Regions from separate parts of the Rattus norvegicus genome. Here region 1 is linked to region 2. Evidence: chromatin contacts called from public Hi-C data. All regions are on one chromosome and are shown on one strand. The core of a region is the stretch at or near the end of the contact, and the rest is flanking DNA. Distances in the headings are between cores, read along the strand shown. Region 1 holds the start of Uspl1 (ubiquitin specific peptidase like 1). Region 2 overlaps Alox5ap (arachidonate 5-lipoxygenase activating protein).

Region 1 (6,706 bases), core at 817-3,316, 100 kb after region 2:
ATGCAGCTTGAAAAAAATCTGTATCCCATTGGGAAGAGGAAGCAGGTACAATTTAAGACCAGCCTCAGCTACAAATGAACTCAAAGTCTACGGGGGGGGGGGGGGGGGGGGCAGACGGGCAGACACATACACACAGAGACAGACAGACAGAAAGACAGAGAAACAGAAGCAGACAAAGAGAGGTAGGTATTAGTGAATTTCAATTTCCAGAAGCTGAAGAACCCACAACTGTTAGCTGGTTCTACTCATAACCTAGAGAATTACAGAACCCAGGAAAGTCAATGTGCTTCGGTGGTAAAACCCTAAGCTATGCACCTGGATTTGTTCTAAGAAGAAAATAAAGCCAGGCTGACAAGATGCTAACACCTAAGTTAGTTACCATCTGGTCTACTTCTCTCTGAGGGAAATAGATGTGTTCCTTCTGTCATTCTGCATTCATTCTCAGAAGAGAAACCTGCAGGCTCCTGAAAAAGGTGTTGATAAAACTTTTTATCTACCTGAGGATCTAGAAAACTGCCTGGAATGGTTCTTTCTCAATATGGGAGTAAAAATGAGAATCCTTCAAGGCCGCTTTCCTGATCCCATGTCTGCTGTGTCAACAAAGAAGTCAAGGCACATTCAAGCATGGTAGTGCATTGCCTTTAAGCCTTTAATTCCAGTGCATGGATCTCTTTGAGTAGACCTATTGCAGATTTCTGTGAGTTCCAAGCCAGCCTGTTTTACACAGTGAATGCCAAGCCAGGCAGTGGTATAGAATGAGACCTTGTCTATGGAAGGAAGGAAAGGAGAGATAGGAAGGGAGTAAACCCAGTAAGCTAGTAGGAGAAACACCAAACAAATGTTAAGAAATTCCCTCTCCCCAAATACTTATGTTTAAAATACCAGAAGTAGACTCTCCAGGTCTTCCAAGCACTGGTTTATATACAAAACCCCGGGATGATTCTCAAATTTCAATTTGTCTAGGAATAAATTATCTTCATTACCTTTTCTCCAAGTGTAATCTGTACAGTACCTAAATTTTGGCATCTTTGGGCTTCCAAATACAGACTAGAAAGTTCGTGTCGTCTACTCTCACCGCTCTCATGTTTGCACAGTAGGCGTTATCTAAACTGGTGGACGATGCTTTGGAAATGTTTCGAACCTGTTTCTCTTTCCATTATGGCACTGTCACAATGACATCTCTGCTTCAAACCACCTATTTGCTCAAACTTGATTATAAAAAAGTCTACCCAAACAGCTCAATACATGCTAAAGATTATGACACGAGCTTATATCAGAAGGAGAACAACCAAGTTTTTCCAGTGTTCATCTCCAGCACTTTTTTCCTCTTACCTAACCCCCTTTCCCCTCACCAACGTCGGTAAGTCACTAACATTCCAGAGATCCTAATGGAAGGTATTAGCCAAGAATAGGTCCATTTAGCAGTCAATCAGGAGAGGGATTTAAACTTAATTCATTGCATGTGCAAAAACTTACTACAGGTTTTCGAAGAAGGGCCTGGTACCCGTCGGCGCTTTACCTCTTGGCTCTACATATGAACTGTCAAGGCCAAGGCCAATAGACTTAAACCAGGCAAGGGGTAGACTTTTCTAAGCCTCTTTCTGCTTGGTACCCAACCCAGCTTCCCGAATTTGAGACGGATAGGGCCACGCGAAGTGAGTTTCAAAAGCCAACCAAGGAAGTAAGTTCCAGAAGCGCGGTGTTCCGTTACCCAGTCCCTCTCCACGCTCTTCGTTGGACGGGCATAAACTCTGGTTTCTGTTCAGCGTTTACCTCTTTGAACCTAAACGGACCCTAAAGACCCAGTCTGCACCTCCATTCTCCACCTTTCCCACCAGACCCTTGTTCCTACCCCATCCTTTCAGCGTGCCAACAACCCACCCCCGGGCACTCCAGCCGTCCCAATCTCTACTTCCCGAGGAAATAACTCTGGCTCCCTTACCTGCCCGAAGCACACTTCTTTGTATACAATGAGTCCGAACTCCTGTTCCAGCTTGAGATCCACACCATCTACCCGTAACGTTCAACCCACGTTCCCTCGGACGGCTCCTCCCCCACAGCCGTCTCAGCAAGGAAAGCAACTTCCGCTTGGGAGTCCGCCGCCAAAGAACTACCCTACAAACACTTTCCTGCAGAGAGCCCTGCTTGAAAGCACGCGGGCAGGGCAGGGGAAGGGGAAGACGAGGGCACTTCCGGCAGGCTCCGCAGAGGCGTGGCTTGCCCAAGCGCAGGCGCAGTGGGAACTGCGGCAGGGCGGGGCCCATAGCTACAGAGCCTGCAAAGTGTGAGTGAGGAAGACGGGGGAGGGGACGTTTCTGGAAGCTGCTGGAAAACGCAGGAGTGACGGAGGTGACGCCAGAGGCTAGGGGGCGGGGCGTGATTAAAATTAGTGCGCGGCCTTCAGCGGAGGGATTACGCTGCCGAGGAAGGAGTGGTAGCTGATCCGATCTCTGGCGCGTAGGCCCAATGTTGGGCCTCACTGGCAGGCCATCATGGCGGCCGGCACGATGGGCTCCCATAGTTCGTTCTTTGGGCCCTCGCGCCACCGTACGTGTTCACAAATGGTCACCACACACGGAGCTGCCCCTCCCTTCTTCCCTAAACCCATCCTTGGAGGCCACTTTCCTTTTCTTCCCTCTCTGATCTGCTCACGGTAAGGGGAGTAGCGAAAGACAAGCACTTGACCCGGGGTGGCACGGAGCAGCCGACCTGCGCATCTCAGTAGCCCTGCCTCCTTTAACTTGAGAGAGAGGGGCGATCTCAGTTGCTAACTTTTAAGAACTGCCTTCGTAGAACGGTCATGTGGTGTCACGGAGGTCGTGACTGATCGCGTTCATGAGGACATCCTATTCTTGGAGTCCTTTGGGTAGACTGTTTCCGTGGCCTGGGACTACAATTTGGAATTTTCTGGACCTTACAGGAATCATGACTGGCATTTTGGATTGCGGTTCTGTGGGGTTTCATTAGTGGTCTTAAACGACTATGTTCTGGCAGGATACTGATAATTTTGGTAGCGTGCTATGGGGGAAACAAGTCTGCTTGTAGGTAGAAATTCAATAAAAGAATTTCAGTTTGTGGTACTTAGGAGTGGAAATCTCTGAGTGGTCCAACTGAGACTTTGTTAGGGTTTTTTTCCTCAAGACGAAAATAGACTGGTTAGGTTTTGCTTTTTTAAATTTGTTTTTGCATTTAAACAAATTTACGTAATGCACTGGTATATTTGTTGTAAGATCAAACTAGATTCCTTTTTGTATGGATTATGAAGTTGTTGTTTTTTTTTTTTTTGAGATTATGAAGTTTTGAGAAAGTGTTTTTTCCTGAAATAGTAGCCAAGATTAATAGGATTGTTTTCTTATTCAACATGCTATTTCCATTTTTAGAATGGAGTACACTTCCCCTCCCAATAAACACTTGCTGATGTCAGCTCATAAATGGAATGACCTAATAATTCAGTTAAAATGTAACCAGACTTTTGAGATGTAAAGCAACATTCACAAACGACTAGAATTAACATAAAAATTGATTATTGCTGTCTTTAATGAAAATTTAATTTTTGACCAGAAAAATTTAATAGTGGGAAACAAAATGAAAGTAGACTATGGGGGTTGGGGGGAGAAAATTCCCTATTTACTTAAGGTTAATAGTTCCCAGCTGAGAAGATACCATGCACTTCTGCGTATTCCTTCCTTCCACTGTATTCAGAGTGCCTGTTTTTATATACACCAGTCCCAAAGAGAGAAGAGTTACCCTCAGTAGATTAAAGTAGGTTTATCTATTCCCACTTAGAAATTCACATTCAATAAAAGGAAGCTTGTATTTAGTTAATAATTAAGCTGCAATCAGAATACAGTGCTCTGCAAATCATTTTGTGAGCTCTTGTTCTTTTCTGTGTTGTATTCCTTAACTGAAAACAAACCTTTAGCACCATTCTGGGATATAAACGCTACCTCTAAGCCAAGTATGGTGGGACACCTCTGTAATCCCAGCACTCAGGAGGACCTTGAGTGGAGGCCAGCTTGGGCTATGTAACAAATGAGTCCGGACAGATTTGAGACTTGTCAATCTTAGACTTTAGTAAAAGAATTATCAGCCTATAGTTATATTTGGCAAGTCCTCTTGTGCAAGGCATTTGTTTAAATAATTAATTTGAGGCACTATTTGTTCAGTGAGTTCAAGTGAGTTAAATGTGGGGAGCATTCTACTCACGTACAATTATTGGGATATGCAAAGCTTCTCCGTAGAGTAGGCCAAAGATTGCATTAGTCGTTCCAAGGTATTGTTTTGTACTCTTAAAACTTTTAAGTAAACTTACACGATATCTCATGATGCATCCACACTTAACCTGTTCCCCAAATGAGCAAATTAAAAAAAGAGTCATGGGGTAGATAGTGGAGTATCTGATCTAATTCTGTCTCTTTTGCTGTGTACTTTATACAAGTTGTTTAATTTTGGTACCCTGGGAACATCTATACAGTGACAAGTTTGGAGAAGATAAATAGCTCCAGGAAAGTCTCGTATACTTTCTGAAGTCAGTCGTCACCTGCAGAGACCCTTGAGACCACTAAGGGCATCGTCCGTCTCCCCTTTCACTGCTATCTTGTTGGTCCAAACTTACTGCTTAAGTTGAGTAGTACATAGCTCAGACTTCACGCAATGAAAGTCTTGATGCTGTATCTGCCTCTCAGTCACACAGTTCCCTGCCTAGGACCAATGAGAGCTGAGGGGCGGTATATGCACATATAAGCAAGTAAAGTACTATTAGGATGTGGTTTGTGTCTCCTCTTTTAGTGAGAGTGTTGCATAATATGCCCCGTTTACCTTACGTGTTCACTTGTCTTAGAGGTGGCTTTCTGTCAGTCCACTTCCGATGTGGGATGCTTAGGTTTCTTTCAGAATCTGTCTTGGTTACTTTCCTTTTTACTGTAACAAAATACCCTGGTAACAGCCCTGTAAGGAAGAAAGGGTTTACTGTGGTTTAATACATCAAGTGGGGAAGTCACTGTGGCAGGAGCTTGAAGTTGCTGGTCACACCGCCTACACAGTCAAGAAGCAAAGAGCTAAGTAGATAAATTAAAATGGAATCAAAATGTAAAGCATTGTACAATAAAGTATATGTTCATCATTTCTCACACATGTGAATCTCTGTCCTAAACAATAGCACAGCTACTTCTGTGTGCTATGGCTTCTACATCCCCTGTGCTTGTGTCGTGGGAGTTGTGTGGTGGTGTTAATATACTTAACTCTTAACAAAATTGATCCATCACATTCACCTAAGTAGCTTCTTCACTTGAAACTAGAGGAAGAAAGAGGGTGAGCTGTGTTTAGGACCCTGACCCAGACCACTTCCGTATCTTTGAACATTACAGTCATGCAGCCCAGCTGGACAGACAGTGAGCATGGGCAGTTGGAGGCGTTAGCAACGGACTGTGGCTTTCAAGATCGTGCTCATCAAATGCTATTTAAACTCAATTTTTCTCTTAACAGTTTTACTCCATGCATGTAGTTGGATTTAGAATGCAACTTCTTCATCTTGCCGCTTTATTACTGATTTATTTTTATTATTTTAATTACGTGTGTTGGTGCAGGGGGGAGGGGCAGAGCTGAGAATGCAGATGCCTGAGGATTGGAGAGGTTTGGATTCCCTGGAGCTGGAGCCATTTCAGGGAGTTACAGGGAGTTGTACAGCAGCTCACAGGGGTGTTAGGAACTGAACTGTTGTCCTCGCCCAGAGCAGTACATGTTCTTAACCACTGAGCCACCTCTCCTGAGTATTCCCCCTTTAAGACAGAAAGCTAAGCCAGAAGGACAGTTTACCTAAGTTTGCATATTAAACTGTCAGACCTGAGACTAAAGACTGTATCCTCTTAACTACAAATCTGGAGCTTTATTCAGACTACTACCCACCCCCACCGCAGAGCTGAGCATGTAGCCTCCATTGTAGGAGGACTGAAAAGCTTAGACTGGTCCAGCCTGGGCTTCAGAAATGAGCCTGTGTACTTCCAGTGAGAAAACAGCATTCACAGATCCTTACTGAAAGTAATCACGCAGCCTGCTGATTAGCAATCAAGAGTTCTCTACATTAAAAATAAATAAACTCGTATAGAGAAACACTTTCCTAATTGGGACATAGTTGTCACTTCAAGATGAATTTATCAATCAGAAGCACTGGTCTGAGTTTAGGGCTATTTAGAAGTAGATAAATAGCCTTACTTTCCAAGAGTTCATGCTGTCATTTGGTTTAGCCAGGAAATTTAAAACAAGAAGTCGCTAAGAAAAAATATGGAACAGTAAATAAATAAACAAACAAACAAATAAAATTGAAACTTACCATAAAATCAATTTGACTATTTTAACTAGGTTGGTAGTCGACAAATAGCAAGAGCACAGTTTATTCTTATGACTGGATTCTAACTTACTATGGTTTGTGGCCTAGTAATTGTTTAATAAATGAATTAAAACAAAAATGAAATAGAAAAAATTATCTCTTTTTTTTTTATAGAAAGTAATTTTAAATCATTAAATTTAAGTCATTACTGTCTTTACTGTGTGAGTCCCTGAACTGTATCACAAGTCAGAAACTGGACTGTGGGGGCTGGAAAGATGACTTTAAAAAATCTTAAATTTCAAACCTGGTCTGCTTTTCAGTGGTGTCCTCCAATCTCTTTATCATGCTGTGCCACCTCTTTTCCTAAGCAATGTGACTACT
Region 2 (6,466 bases), core at 2,232-4,731:
GTGCATGTGTGCATGTTATGTGTGTGTCTGTGTGTGTGTGTCTGTGTGTGTGTGTCTGTGTGTGTCTGTGCACGTGCATGTGCATGTATGTGTCTGTCTGTGTATGTGCATGTGTCTGTACACTTGTGTGTGCATACCTGTGTGTGTCTGTGCATGTGTTTGTGCACACACATGTGCACATGTGCATGTATGTGTGTGTCTGTGTGTCTGCGCACACACATGTGCATATGTGCATGTATGTGTTTGTGTGTGTGTGCATGTATGTATCTGTGGATATATGTGTGTCTGTGTGTCTGTGCATCTGTGTATGTGCGCACAACATGAAAACAGGTATGAGATTGTGAGAGGGAGGAGGTGGAAAGGAAGGATAGACAGGAGGGACAATGAGATCTATGTGACATGGATGCAAAGGGAGACTTTTGGGAGAAAGAAAATCAGTAAGAAGGACTAAGCAATGGCAAAGACTGGAGGTCAGATGAAAGCTGAGCATGGTGACATATGTGTATGAAAGGCTTACAAAATCCATTTGCAAACAAGCTAATTTGGTGGTTAACAGGTTCTGGAACCAGCCAAGCTGCCCAGCTCTTCTGTGAGGGATTTTCCTGATTGGATCATTTGAGGTGGGAAGACCCACATACAAGGATATGGAATATGGAAGCCTTTGTCTTTTACCTGCTTGCTCTCACTCTTGCTGGCAAGCTCATCTATCTCATGGCTGTGCCATCCCTTTTAGTATTAGAACTGATTTCTTTGGAATTCTAATGTAGACTGAAGACCAGCAGCTCTCCAGGAATCTTCCAGGACTCCAGCACTGGCTTGGGACTGCTTAGACATCCAGCCCTGTGGACTAAGCAACTACAGATTCCAATGTGAGACAGCCAACGGATGCAATCCTGTAAGCTCACCATATATATATATATATATATATGTATGTATGTATATATATATGTATATATATATGTATATATATATACACACACACATATACACATATATGTATATACATATATACACATATATGTATATACATATATACACACATATGTATATACACACATATATGTATATATACATACATATATATTTATATATACACATATCAGACATCAGATATATAATATATATAAATATAATATATAGCAATAAATATATATTCATATAAATGTGTTATTTATATATGTAAATAAATTTATAAAATAAATACATATATAAAATATATAACATAGTACTGAATAAATATTATATCATATAATAATCTATATACAATATTTGTATATTGAAATAAAATATATATAAAATAATAAATTTAAATATGATATATATATTTAGTACTAAATATAATACATATATCCTATCAATACTGCCCCTTTAAGAGAACTCTAATATCTGAACCAAAAAACCAATTTTAAGTTATATAAGGAAAAAGCAAACTGAGCTTGCCTTGCATGGCCCCAAAGAGAACACTTTTCCTGTTAGCTTCCTTGGACATTTGACTGTATCTGTGTCTTCCAAGATTCCCTCTTTGTCCCAAAGGCACCTAGGTGACAGCAGTTGTATCATCTGTCCAGACTACAGAATATATTTCATTAACTATAGCCAGCAAGTGACTTGTGAATCCATGCACTCATTTGTTTATTGGTGGCCTGGCATTGTCTTCAACTCTTAGAGCACATTGTAACTGCATGAGGCAACAATGTTGGGTATGATGCTGGTGAATTAAGATGCCAACCGAATCCAAACATGAGATCAGGGAGGGAACTCAGTCAACAAAAGACTCTTGAAGACGTTAGTGTCCATAATATGGATATTGTGATTTTAATTATCATCATGTAAGTTGAAGAAACACTAGTAGCTAATACAGAAAAACCACCCCAAACAGAGCCATAGGCCAAAATTTTGTCTATGCCCTTCATTTTAGGAAAACACATATCTGATCACAAGACACCTTCAGAGAGCAGGATAAGCCCGGAGAAGTACAAGATGGATCTAGACAGTAAATCCTGGACCACTGCCCCATCCGAGGGGTGGAGCTAGCGCAAGATTATTTTCTTCCCGGAAAAGCAAAGTTAACGGATGCGGCGGAGCCCCGAGGGCCGCTAGATTTACAGCATCTACAGCTGAGGAGGAGCAGAAGCCTTCGCGGGGGTAGGTTAGGATGCGTCTCTATTGATCTGGCGATCGTCCTACTCCGGTATCCAGCCATCAGGGGATGAGAAGCAGCGGGGAGATCGTCGTGGTTATAGTTCTAATGTAGTTCTCGAAGTCGCTTCCGAAGAAGAAGATGAGGTAATGGTTGAGGATGCCGGCAAGGGACATGAGGAACAAGAATAGGATGATCCGCTTGCCGAATATGTAGCCAGGGGTGCTGCGAGGGAAGGGAGGAGGCGGTAGGTGCAGCACAAACCACGCCCCGTGTCACCCAAAAGACACGGGGTGGCCGCTTCCAGACACAGGGCAGTTAAATTATACCGCATTTACTCGTGACACCCACTTACCTCACAGCCAGGGTGGGCGAGCCTCTGCTGTAATTAAGCACTGCACATGTTTCAGAGCCAGGTGAAGGAGCCTGCCTTCCTCAGAAGACCTGCCATCCTCGGGGATCAGTGGCTCTGGCTTCCCTGAGTTCTCTCAACGCCCTTAACTCCAGATGACAGGCCACTGGCAAGTCCTAACAGCGCTCAGACAATCTTACTGAGTCTCGGGAGCACCATGGACTCATTAAGCCCTCTACACGGTGGTCCCTGTCAGGAGTGCCTATAAGGCTCGCACTAGAGGCTGGGGTGTAGTGAGCATTGTGCTAGGGGAGATGGTTTAAATATGCAGTGAAGGTACTTCAGCCCCTGAGGGTTCAACCTTCCCTCCCGAGGCTGCCTGGGAAGAAGTGAGGTTTGCCCTAATGAGAGACAAGCACCCAGTGGTAGAAACACATCCCAGAGGAGTGAAAGAAACTTTAATCTCCCCCTCCCTTGCCCTCCTCCCCTCCTCACTTTTCCATCCTAAACATTTTAGGCACAGCATCCGTTGGAGACAGGAGGAGATTCTTCATGAGAAGACATGAGCTGACACGTCTGAAACGGCCATTAAGATTTCAGTAATGAACCAGCAATGGCACGAGGCCATCAGCACTGATTTGGAGCTTAGAGTCAGGTGTTAGGGACAGGTGAGCTCCCGCTGCCATGGACTGTTTCAAACTATCCCAGAGCGTGGAGGGTGCCAAACTCAGCGTCTGCAGTCCGGAAGTGTCTTACCAGAAATTGTACCTAGCTGAAAGGAACCCCAGAGGCTCTCAACTCTCGTAACAAGTGTTTGGAGGTTGCTCTGCTGTTGGGTACCAACTTTCTCTCTACTCTGTCATCCACAGACTAGGAGTGTCAGCATCTGATGGGAGCCTGGCAGAAGCCCAATCCCCCAAGTCCTTCTCAAAGCAGGATGCAGCCTCTGCATTCCAGCAAGCTCCCTGCGTGACACACAGACAATGGAAGCCCAGAAGCCCAACTCTTGCTAGCTGGCTCTTAATGGCTTGGGTAGAAAATGTCACCAAAGGCCCATGTGTTGAAGGGTCTCCAGTGGGTGGCACTATTAACAAATAATTGGGATCACGAGGGCACCGGCCTCATCAGATCATAGCTGAATGGGCTTTTAGGGAGTGGGATACGATCAGGGGATGTAGGTCACCAGATCTCCCTCTCTTAAAATTATTTAACGTTGTCTGGTGACGTGTGTGTGCACGCGGCACAGCACCTGTGCTGTCAAGACAACTTTGACTCTCCCCACCATGTGAATCGCAGGGATGGGATGGGGGAGTCAGGAGTAGGGGGAAGGGGTGGGGTGTGGAGGGGTGGGGCATAGCCAAAGGAAAGCAAGTGCTGAGGAAGGCTGGGTGCAGCTCAACTCTAGACAGTGCAAGGGCTGATCTGTAGTCCAGGGTTTGGAGATGACTACATCTTGTATTCTCAGCACTCCTTAAGGTTCAAGAGAACCCATGGTAAGAGGCAAACGTTAGGTCTCTCGACAGTGAGATGCTTAATTCACAAGAGGCCTGGGAAGTCAGACCAAAAAGGTTATCGTTGCCCCAGACTCCACCACGGAGAACAGCTGGTGTGCGGTTGCAAGCAGCGTACAGCCCAGCGTGCTATAACCGCGCCAGGAATCAAGGCTGCGCAAAGGAAAACTTTCTTTTTTTTTTTTTTTTTTTTGGTTCTTTTTTTCGGAGCTGGGGACCGAACCCAGGGCCTTGCGCTTCCTAGGTAAGCGCTCTACCACTGAGCTAAATCCCCAGCCCCAAAGGAAAACTTTCATGGGAAAACGAGGCAGCTCTCCCGCTGTCTGTTCAGAATCCTTAAACTTCAGGGAGGTGGGGCCTCTACCCTGTCCTCCATCCAAGGAGAGCCCATTGAGCCCTCAGTGGCAGTCAGGACCCTCCTACTGGGAAGGCAAACGTCACGTCACGTCACGTCATGTCAAGTTCTATAGCACCCTGAGACCTACCTCTGAGTTCTCTCTCCCAGATAGCCGACAAAGTACTTTTGCCTCACGAACAGATACATCAGCCCAGCGAAGGCGGCGGGGACTAAAGTGGAGAAATGAAAACGCACACGTCAGGTTCACGGTCTCCCAGACAGTTGTTCACACAACAGTAACAGTGGTTAAGCAATTAGCGTTTGACCGCAAAATCCAGCAGAGACCTTGGGCTCTGAAAGTGGAGGCTAGCACGCCGTCTCCATTCTGTTTCTGTTGCCATGCTAAAACATTATAACCAGAGGCTGCTTGGGAAAGAAAGGGTTTTCCTTCGGCTTACACTTCCACATCACACTCCATCATCGTAGGAAGTCGGGGCAGGAACTCAAAGCAGGAACCTTGAGGCAGGAGCTGACACAGAGGCCACGGAGGAGCAATGCTTATTGGCTTGCTCAGCCTGCTTTCTTACAGAACCTAGGGCCGCCTGCCCAGGGATGTCACCAGCCATGTGGGAGGGGCACTCTGACGTCAATCCTTAGTAAAGACTGCACTCCACAGGAGTGCCTACGGGCCAGTGTTACAGAGGCATTTTCTCAATCAGGATTCCCTCTTTCCAGATACATCTAGGTTTGTGTCGAGCTGGTAAAAACAATCAGTGTTCAAGAAAGCGTCTGCTTCTGGGAGGAAGCAGAGAGCCTAAAGAATAGGTTACCTCAGCCGCTCTGTGGCGTCCTACATGGCATTTGCTTAGGTGTCATCTGATGGGAACCCTTTAACGTGTCTATCTGTAGACACGGGAAGTTGGACTCGGGCAGCCAGAGGGGCTTGCGTGGGCGTCAGCTGGGAGGGAGTGCAGGGAGAGTTCCCACCCTGAACCACAGCCCCAGTTTTGAGTCTGGTTTTCTCAAGATGATACTCTGTGCCCCTGGAGTTTCTGGTACACAGAGCACACTTTCCAGCTTGTAAGGAAGAAGGTTTCTTTGCATTCCAATCTCTGGGTAAATAGCTACAGACAGCACCCCGGTCACCCCTATAAAACCCTAAATTTAGCATCGGGAGCTGAAAACGCCAGTACCCTATAAGTAGTATGATTTAGAATAGGTGCTTAGCTGGTACTGTGTGTGGACAAAGGTGTGACACAGCTCTCCTACTATGTGTTAACAAAAACTGGTCACGGCTCTTCTACTATGTGTGTAGAAAGGCTGGCCATGCCTGCCCTACTATATATAGACAAAGGCTAGTTACAGCTCTTCTAAGATTTATAAACAAAGGCTGGTCACAGTTTTCCTACTATGTGTTAGCAAAGACTGGCCACAGCTCTCCTACTATGTGTAAATAAAGGCTGGCCACGGCTGCCCTACTATGTATAGACAAAGGCTAGTTACAGCTCTTCTATTTGTAGACAAAGGCTGGTCACGGTTCTCCTATTACATGTGGGAAAAGGTTGGTCAAAACTCTCCTACTACGTGAGGATAAAAGCCTGTCATAGCTCTCCTACTATGTGTATAGAAAGGATTGTCACAGCTCTCCTACTATGCATAAATAAAGTCTGATCACAGCCCCCCTACTATGTGTGGGCAAAGGCTGGTCGCAGCTCTCCTACTATGTGAGGATAAAGAACTCTAAATGACCAAGCCATCTCTCCAGCCCCTCTCCTATCTTTTAAGAAAGAGCGTTGGAGTAAAATATGACTGTGTGAGTAAAATCACTTGGAAAGCCTCCAGCCTTACTCAAATACCAAAGTAGCTTAGTGAGAACGTCATACAGGCCAGGCACCCTTGGCTCCACTGACTGGGGTACCTTTCCAGTCTCTAAGCAAAGAACAAAGGTCCAGGAGAGCAATTGCCTTTCCCAGGTCACCTCAGTACTTGGCATAGTGCCTGGAACATACAGGCTTTCATTAATACTTATCAAATAAATGTTTAGTAAAGCCTTATCAAATAAATGTTTAGTAAAGCCCGCAAGTGCCACAGAGGTGGCCCTGATTTCCATTTCTAGTTCTTTCTGA

What was found. A called contact is a pair of places that touch in the nucleus more often than the background predicts.
Region 1: a contact with region 2 is called in a Hi-C map of Schwann cells, with 3 times the contacts expected there. The contact joins the promoter of Uspl1 here to the enhancer-like site in region 2. A contact is called at or near these places in 2 of 12 Hi-C or Micro-C datasets (Schwann cells and liver).

What each region holds. Positions count from the first base shown.
Region 1 is chr12:10,884,587-10,891,292 of GRCr8, forward strand. It overlaps Uspl1 (ubiquitin specific peptidase like 1), which reads right to left and starts at 2,067. Exons shown (of 9, transcript NM_001198555.1): 1 at 1,943-2,067.
Region 2 is chr12:10,783,455-10,789,920 of GRCr8, forward strand. Alox5ap (arachidonate 5-lipoxygenase activating protein) reads right to left here. Exons shown (of 5, transcript NM_017260.2): 4 at 4,489-4,570; 5 at 1,800-2,365. The coding sequence ends at 2,203. Among named protein-coding and RNA genes, the nearest start is that of Alox5ap, 23 kb to the right of the region's middle. Within about 2 kb of position 3,482, at least 1 of the 93 cell types and tissues checked has an H3K27ac peak or open chromatin away from gene starts, as enhancers often do. A contact at or near this core is called in Schwann cells, where this site is marked.